Linked DNA regions of Rattus norvegicus: region 2 is linked to region 1. The links are chromatin contacts, called in public Hi-C maps. All regions are on one chromosome and are shown on one strand. Each heading gives the region's core, a stretch centred on a gene start, on an enhancer-like site or on the middle of the called end of the contact. The rest is flanking DNA. Distances are from core to core; before and after follow the strand shown. Region 1 overlaps Klhl31 (kelch-like family member 31). Region 2 overlaps Gclc (glutamate-cysteine ligase, catalytic subunit).

Evidence for each region. A called contact is a pair of places that touch in the nucleus more often than the background predicts.
Region 2: a Hi-C map of psoas muscle shows a contact between it and region 1, with 3 times the contacts expected there. The contact joins two enhancer-like sites. A contact is called at or near these places in 8 of 12 Hi-C or Micro-C datasets (the A7r5 cell line, Schwann cells, frontal cortex and 5 more) and 1 of 1 datasets of contacts at active chromatin or transcription factors (oligodendrocytes).

The regions. Positions count from the first base shown.
Region 1 is chr8:87,413,115-87,417,052 of GRCr8, reverse strand. Klhl31 (kelch-like family member 31) reads right to left here. Exons shown (of 3, transcript NM_001108170.2): 3 at 1-2,726. The coding sequence ends at 1,994. Among named protein-coding and RNA genes, the nearest start is that of Klhl31, 19 kb to the right of the region's middle. Within about 2 kb of position 1,797, at least 16 of the 93 cell types and tissues checked have an H3K27ac peak or open chromatin away from gene starts, as enhancers often do.
Region 2 is chr8:87,534,322-87,538,259 of GRCr8, reverse strand. Gclc (glutamate-cysteine ligase, catalytic subunit) reads right to left here. Exons shown (of 16, transcript NM_012815.2): 5 at 2,510-2,568; 6 at 2,281-2,414. Among named protein-coding and RNA genes, the nearest start is that of Gclc, 26 kb to the right of the region's middle. Within about 2 kb of position 2,054, at least 4 of the 93 cell types and tissues checked have an H3K27ac peak or open chromatin away from gene starts, as enhancers often do.

The DNA of each region.
Region 1 (3,938 bases), core at 548-3,047:
TCACATCTTCTCTAAGTTATATCATTTTAAGGTATCATCATATCAAATATAATGCAATGCAAACTGTTGCATTGTATTGCTGGGTGGGGGGAGAAAATATTTGGTACATGTTTGGAACATGCAATTTTTTTTCAGATATTTTCATCCTGGGTCTAGCTGCCCCTACAGATGTGTTAACCCACAGACAAGGGGACCGGGCCTTAGACGTGACCATTACAACTACAACACACATGTAGTACGGAAGGCTGGGGTTGGTGACAACCGAGATAGAGGTCCAGATGCCTATCCAGCCCTCTAAATTCTCTAATCGTACAGAAGGCATCGCTGATAGGCACTTCCTTCCCAAAACAAATATGCCATGAAGAATAAACTGATATATTAAAGGAAAATATGCATCATTTACTACAATTCTTCCCCTTTCTTCCAAACTTGGCAGATGACTCAAGGAAATGATAACAGGAAAATACACTTTGCTAGGCATAGTGGCATATGCCTTATCCCAGCACTCAGGAGGCAGACAGACAGATCTCACTGAGTCTGAGGCCAGCTTGGTCTACCAATGAGTTCTAGGCCAGCCAGAGCTACATAGTGAGACCTGTCTCAAAAAAAAAATACACTTTAATTCACAAAGCAGTTTGGAGTAAGGTAAACCATAAAGAGCATTATTGTTGGCTTACTCTTTTAGGTTAGCTATCAGCATTCCTCGGTGAGGAACCCACCTACCTATTCATCCGGTGATTGCCAAGTCCTAGAACCCCAAATATTTCCTTCATCATCTCCATGTAAAAGAGGGGTCAGTAAAATTACTGCTATTGGCTTCCCAGCCAAAGGCTAAGCTGACAATAATATTCAACAACTTATGTTATTTGGTGATTATTCAGGCTAATGTCAGAGGTTATATCTGTGTAGGATAAAGCTGTACCGGGTGGTACATGTCTGTAATCCCAGCTACTGGGTAGGCTGAAGCAGGAGGAATTTAAATTCAAGGCCAACCTGGGCAATCTAGTAAAATCCTACTTTAAAATAAAAAAGAGGGCTATGAGTGCTGGCACATACTTTTAATCCCAACACTCAGGAGGCACTGGGAGTTTGAGGCTAGCCTGGTCTACCTAGTGAAACCCTGTCTCAAAAATTAAAATAAATGAGGACTGGATATGTAGCTCCCTGGTAGAGTACTAGTGTGCTCCAGGCCTTTGGTTTGCCATCTGGCGCTAGGAAAAAATAGTCTCTGTAAGGATAAGAGACAAAAGTGGAAATATTTCTAAGAAAAATGCCAAATGATTTAAATTTTCACTATAAATTAAATGACAGAAAACTGTTTTCTTTTCTGAGAGTAGAATTTTATGATAGAAAATGTCAGAAGCTTCAAGGACAGGATGGGGAGAGGGGGGCGGGTACACGCCATTAATCCCAAACTGTCACCGTGACGTTTCCCAGGTAGAATGTATTGCTTTCCATAAAGCTTTGTAGTTATGTCATGAGATATTTTTAAAAATTCTTTCCAGTCAAGTAAGGGGAAAGAAACTTTAATGTTGAAATATAGAATTAAGGCTATTATGGATGTGGACTATTTTAATTTGGAAATGTGAACTGGGTATTTTCAACGTCCCCCAAAGAATGAGAGAGGAAAATACTCCTTTGGATAGGAAATCACATAGTCAAGTAAGTTTCACGAGTACAGCGTTGGAAAATCTCAGCGCGTGTGTGACTGCTATGAATTTAGGAAGCGAGCCTCCTTGGAAGAGCGCCTGTAACAAACTCCGTTGGCCACCCAGTGGCTGCAGAGTGAAATTGCTTCTTTCGTTGACTAATGGCCCTTTATTTTATTGGTGGAAGATTGGGGAGGAAAGACTGAGGTAGATGGTGCTAAACTAAGAATTTAAAGCCGTCCAGGCACTCCTCTGGATCGAATTGAACCACCATCACTGTAGTAAATGGTGTATATTTTCCTGGTGGCCCACTCACAGTTTGACCACATTGGGAAGCAATGCGTTCAGATACTGACCGGCACGGAGGACACCGAGCTGGCCCGTGACTCGCGGGACACGCTGTTGGGCATGGCCAGCGTGCAGCAGGACACGCCCACGGTGGCCTCGGGCAGCTCGTCGTCCTCCATCCACTCGTTGAGCTCCGGGTTGAAGCACTGGATGCATTTCTTGTACTTCTTCTCGCCCTCGTTCCAGCCGCCCACCAGGTAGGCTCGGCCGTGCAACGCCGAGACACCCGCCGTGCTCACACCCACGGGCAGGGGCGCCACGAAGCTCCACTGGCGAGCTACGGGACTAAAGCTCTCCACGGTGAGCACGTCCACACGCTCCCCGCGCGGCCCCAGCTGGCTGCCCCCCATCACGTACACCCTGTCGCCCAGCGCCACCGAACAGTGCCAGCCTCGGGGCGTGCTCAGCCCCGGCAGCTCCTGCCACGCGTCGAGCGCAGGGTCGTAGGCGCACACGGAGCGCGAGTACGCGCTGCCGATGTAGCCGCCCGTCACGATCACGCGGCCGTCGGCCACGGCGCTGGCGTGGCAGCACCGCGCCACCTCGAGCGGAGCTTTGGGCTGCCACTGGTTGGTGGAGGGCACGTAGCACTCCAGGGAAGCCAGGCTGCCCTCGGCGTTGCGGCCGCCCACCGCGTACAGGAGCCCGTTGAACACGCTCAGGCTGAAGTGCGTGCGCTTCTGGTTCATGCTGCCCAGGTGGATCCACGTGTTGAAGCGGGGATCGTACCTGAGATGAGAGAGGACAGTTTGATTGCGGGAGCTGGGGGACCCAAGTGGCAGAAGTGGGAATCCTGACCTTGTTCCCACCCCCTGCAGGGAAGGGCCCCAGTTCAGCTCCGCCTCTAACTTCTCCACCCCGCTACAGCTCGTGTTCCCCCCTCCCCAGCTCATTCAGAAAAAAAATGCTGAGTGGATGAATGGGTGGGTGGGGGAGCATCCTCATAGAAACAGGGGGATGGAAGGATGGGATAGGGGGGTTCCGGAGGGTAAACTGGGAAAGGAGATAGCATTTGAAATGTAAATAAAGAAAATATCTAATAAAAGAAAAAATTAAAAAGAGAAAGAAAGAAAGAAAGAAAAGAAAAGAAAAGATACTCCCTTCTCTCCCCATTCAGAAGATATTACCTTTAGCCATACCCCCAAACAACCAAACCAAACCAAACCAAACCAAACCAAACCAAACCACAAAAGGATCCCACCAAAATCTCTTTCCTGTAACAATTCTTCCTCAACCCGTCCCCGGATTTAATGGGTCACAGGATTAAAACTGGACATAAGAGGGAACCGGTACATTAAAGGCAATTCTACCCATTTTTCAGACACCAATACCCCTAGCTCTTTCTTGCTGCTTAATTAGGACGGGAGTTGCCTGATTAGTTTCTTCTCTTAGAAAGTTCTCACTGGCAGAGGGTTTTAAACCTCTAACCTATCTTTCCAATGCTTTTTTCGGAGTCTTGGTGAGTGGGGGGTAAACACACATGAGACAATAAGAGTACCCTAAAACTTTTGCTCCTTGGTTATGTTTCATTTCGTACCCTTGCCATGACATTTGCACCTTTTGTGACCACTTCACAGACATGGAAATTTAACTATTTTTACCATAGACAAAGGTGATATGCATTTTTGGACAATGTAGTATGTTTTTGCCCTTTTTAGATGTGTTTAAGTAACGGTATCTTCTATGCGACTCAACCCTCAAATATTTAAAATTAATTAGCTGCCCTGTTTTAATAATTGTATTCAATTTACCAGCTATGAATATCACAGCTGTCAATAGAGGAACTTCAAGACAATTTGGAATATTTTATTGTTTTTTAATTTTTTGCTATCTGTGTGAATATGTGTGTGACATGCATGTATATGTTGTGTGCAAGTGTGTATATGCTGTGTGAGAGTGTGGGCCTGCACATATCATGGTGCATGTAAAGAATTTGGTAGA
Region 2 (3,938 bases), core at 805-3,304, 120 kb before region 1:
TATCACCAGGACTCTGTCCAGGATTTTCTGTCCCAAGAATGTGTGGAAGTGCTTGTCACCCACTTACTAAACTGACGGAAGGTCATGAAGGAAAGAGGATGACAAAGAGGGGAACAAGGAGAGAGCTACGTTGAGGGACTTTGAAAACCTTTGAGATGTAAAAGAGTCAAGTGTTTCCGGGTGTTGTGATGGACAGAGTCTGTTGGACATGTTTCTTAGGAGATCTGCTTCTTTCCCGTGGCTCTTGGGTCTGTTACTGTGCACTATTATCTTTAGTTTTACACACATACTGTAATGAAGACTTTTCTTGTCTTCATTAGGTAGCGTTTCTTTAGGTAGCTTGGGACAGAGCAGAGGATTCGTAGGTACATTCCGGAAAACCCATCTTTAGAAAAATCTAAAAGGAGAGACTGGGATTTCAAAGTTCTGTTTAACAATAGCTATCGTAAGTAAATTTCATAACTACCCTCTGGCTCTACAGCTGAAACACTGTGTGCATCGAGTCAAAAAGAACACTTTGGGGGGGAAAGCAAAACCCAGGATCTCTGACCCCTTCAGAAAGGCATAACCATGGAAGCTCTAGCTTTTGTTGCCCTCTGAAGAGATCACAGAGGAGGAAGTGTCATTATGACATTGACAGAGGCAAAGAAGGAACTATGAAAACATGGACATTAGCAACCAAATCTGAAATTTACCTAGAATCCGGTTTTGAAACCACATAATTTTCTTAAGTAGAAAGAAGAAGAAAAAAAAACCCATAGCAGGCTATGACTTTTCTATTTATTAAATGCCTCTCAAAAACCCTGAAGAGTGAGGATTTATCCTTCTTTGAGATGGTCTGGCTATGCAGCCCAGGCTCCATGTGTAGCACTTGGGTCGCAGGCGAGCACTACAGCACTCAGCAAACTAACAAACTTGGAGGAGTTTCCTTTTGTCTAGTTAAGTCTGCCATTACCTAAAAAGTTTTTTTGTGCTTTTCTATAATAAAAGTTCCTTCAGGTCCCGTCAGAAGATATAAGGCAGGGACTTTTGTAGCTACTTGTGAGTTCATCTCATTTAGCATACGTCTTAATTATCTGTCACTTCAACCTTCTGAAGAGGAATACTGCAACTGGATATGTTGGGGGAGTAGAAAACTCACACCTTAATGTTTGTCCCCACCAATAGGACTCACTTATTTGCATAAACCAAGTATCTGAAGACAGACTGTCGCTCTGTGCAAACCTGATAGTCCCTGGTTCAATATTAAGCCAAGGAAGGACTGGGTTCCCAGAATACTCCCAGAATACTGAAGCCATGTATTTTAAATGCTACAGCTTAATGGTTCATTCCAGAAATGTATGTATTTAAGATAAGAAAGCAGGTAACACAGTCAAAAGTCAGCCTCGTTTTAAATGATGCGTGACCGTCCTAAGGGAACATTCTGGCTTCTCTTTGGAGGCCACACATCCGATCCTACTTAAATAAGCTAAGGAAACATACGCCATGGGAAAGTCTGACTTGGGTATTAAATCTGAATTATCTGTAGTTTTAAAAATAACAGTCAGGAGGCTTATGTGACAACTGTGTGTACAGCTGCAGCCCTGAGAAAGAATGCTGAGTTCTGTGCCCTTTGTGCTGAGGCTACTGTCAGTGTAACAAACTGAGCCAGCAAAGCAGGAGGCAGCAGGGGCAGAGTCAACCACGGGCTGTGCGGTGGGAGCTCTGCACTCCTTCCACTCCTCAGGCAGCCTGGCACCATCACTGCCAGAGGCCGTCAGTTATTTGATTAGGCCCAACCAAAGTTTTAGTTACATGAACAGAGAAAAACTATTGTACCTCCTGTGTAACTTAGCCAGGGGCAAGCAAGGCAAAGGCTGTTAAATATTTATTCCTTTTAAACCCTGAAGTAGCTTTGCACAAGAATAAAAATTTAAATGCCAAACCACCTTTCCCCTCAGATCATAAAGTCATTGGATTCTCCCACTAGAGGTCATTTTCAGAAATAGAGATCTGATCCTTGTCTAACATCTTCAAAGGCTGTCACTAGATGGCAGTAAAAATCAGGCATCTAGAAAGGGTGCTCAGGAATACTTTCTCAGCAGATACTATGTTTAGTAACAACCACACACGTTTGTGGTGAACTGTGAACTCTTAGTAAAAAGACAGCTACAAAAGACTTCACTAAAGCAACATCACTTTCCAGAGGCATGCTATCCTCTGAGTCAGGTTAGAAGGTGACTTTAAACAGGATGCGCGTAAGGAAGAGGACACAGCCTCACTGTGCAATGGAGGCAATACCTGAAGACAGCAGTTGCCCATCCCAAATCCCATGGCATCCATGTAGATGTGGTCTGGCTTAGAGGCCTTTGATGCCTCCTCATCCTCAGGAAATGTTTCTACAAACGGAGATGGTGTGTTCTTGTCCTTGAATACTGTATTATTAATTCAAAGAAGAAGAGTTGAGTGAGAATCAAGGATGACAGTTGGACATGCTGTCCCCCAGCTCTCCCACCCCCAACAGACGTACTTGGCACATTGATGACAACCTTTTCTCCTCTCCGATGCCGGATGTTTCTTGTTAGAGTACTAAAATAACCAAACAAAAGAAAAGGTCATCCAAGAACTGCCACATTAGAATGTGAGCACATCCAAAGGAATGGATCAGAATCCTGCCTCAAACTAGAACTCCAGGACAGCCTCGCGGCACATGTGACATGCCACCCCAAGGCTCTCCTGAAAGAGGACTGTAAGCGGCATTTCCTTTGCTCTGTGTGGGGGCCCATCCTGCTTACCTACTGTTAACCCAGGTGTTCTTGGGCAGCCATAGTCTGACTAATTCTAACATTTCTCATGAAAACTCCAATGATTTTAGTCAAACTTAAGAACTTGGGTTTCGGTTTCTACGGGAGCCTCAACTCTTCCCCTGCTTCAGCTCCCCAATTCCAAAGCTCTACCTAATGCATACCTTATGGCCACCGAACGCTTGCATGACTGGTCCTCATTTAACACAATTTAACAGCACAAAGAAAGGGGAAAAATCCTCTCAGATTTTTGAAACTGATTATAAGTTACAGCAACACTTTAGATAAGCTTCGATAAATTATGAAACCAAGATTCACTTATTTCATATGTTAGTATGACTGTGAATTGTCTGGCAGTGCTGTGACTGACATCTGTCCTGATGCCTGCTTTGAACCCTTAGTCAGGACAGGAGGACTTCCTGTGCTAGCCTTTTCCATGAGGGGTTCCTGGGTAGCTTTTATAATTGTCATGATCCATCAGCAGCTCAGAATTTTCTTTTTAAACACATAATAATGCTCGTTAAGCCCAGTACTAGAGAGTCAGGCAGGAGGATGTTTATGAGTTTGATATAGTCTATATAGTGAGTTCCAGGATGGCCAAGGCTTCAGAGACAGACCCTGCCATAAGTAAGCAAACAGGCAAATGAATGAAGGAAGGAACAAATGACAGTCCCCGCCTCAAATAAGCCAAAGAACAAGGCAGTCAGTCGGTCTTTGTCTATCCTTACAAAGACTTTGAATGTGAGAACTGGGGGCCTGGAAAAGGAATAGTGTCCCTCATGTTGGGTCAGGAGCTTCTTTTCAATATAGCCCACAGATAAGATCAAGCTGGTGCCGGACCTGAAGCAACAAGGAGAGTCTATGCTACTGGGGTATACACCTGACCTTGTCAGTGCAGACAGAGTAACATGGGTGATGACAGATTCCGGGAAACAGAGAGGGAAAGGACCAGGCAAAGGAAACCTCCCAATCCATGCGTTTGCAGAATGAGGACAAAAACTGAAAACTAAGGAAGAGGAAAGGAGCCAAGTTGTTTAAGGATGGCTCTCAAATGGACAAGGCAAACCTGTACATAGGAAGCAGCGTGAGCAGATATGGGTCTGCTGTCTCCTCTGAATTCAACGCGTGCTTGAGAGGAATTCAGACCAAATACTG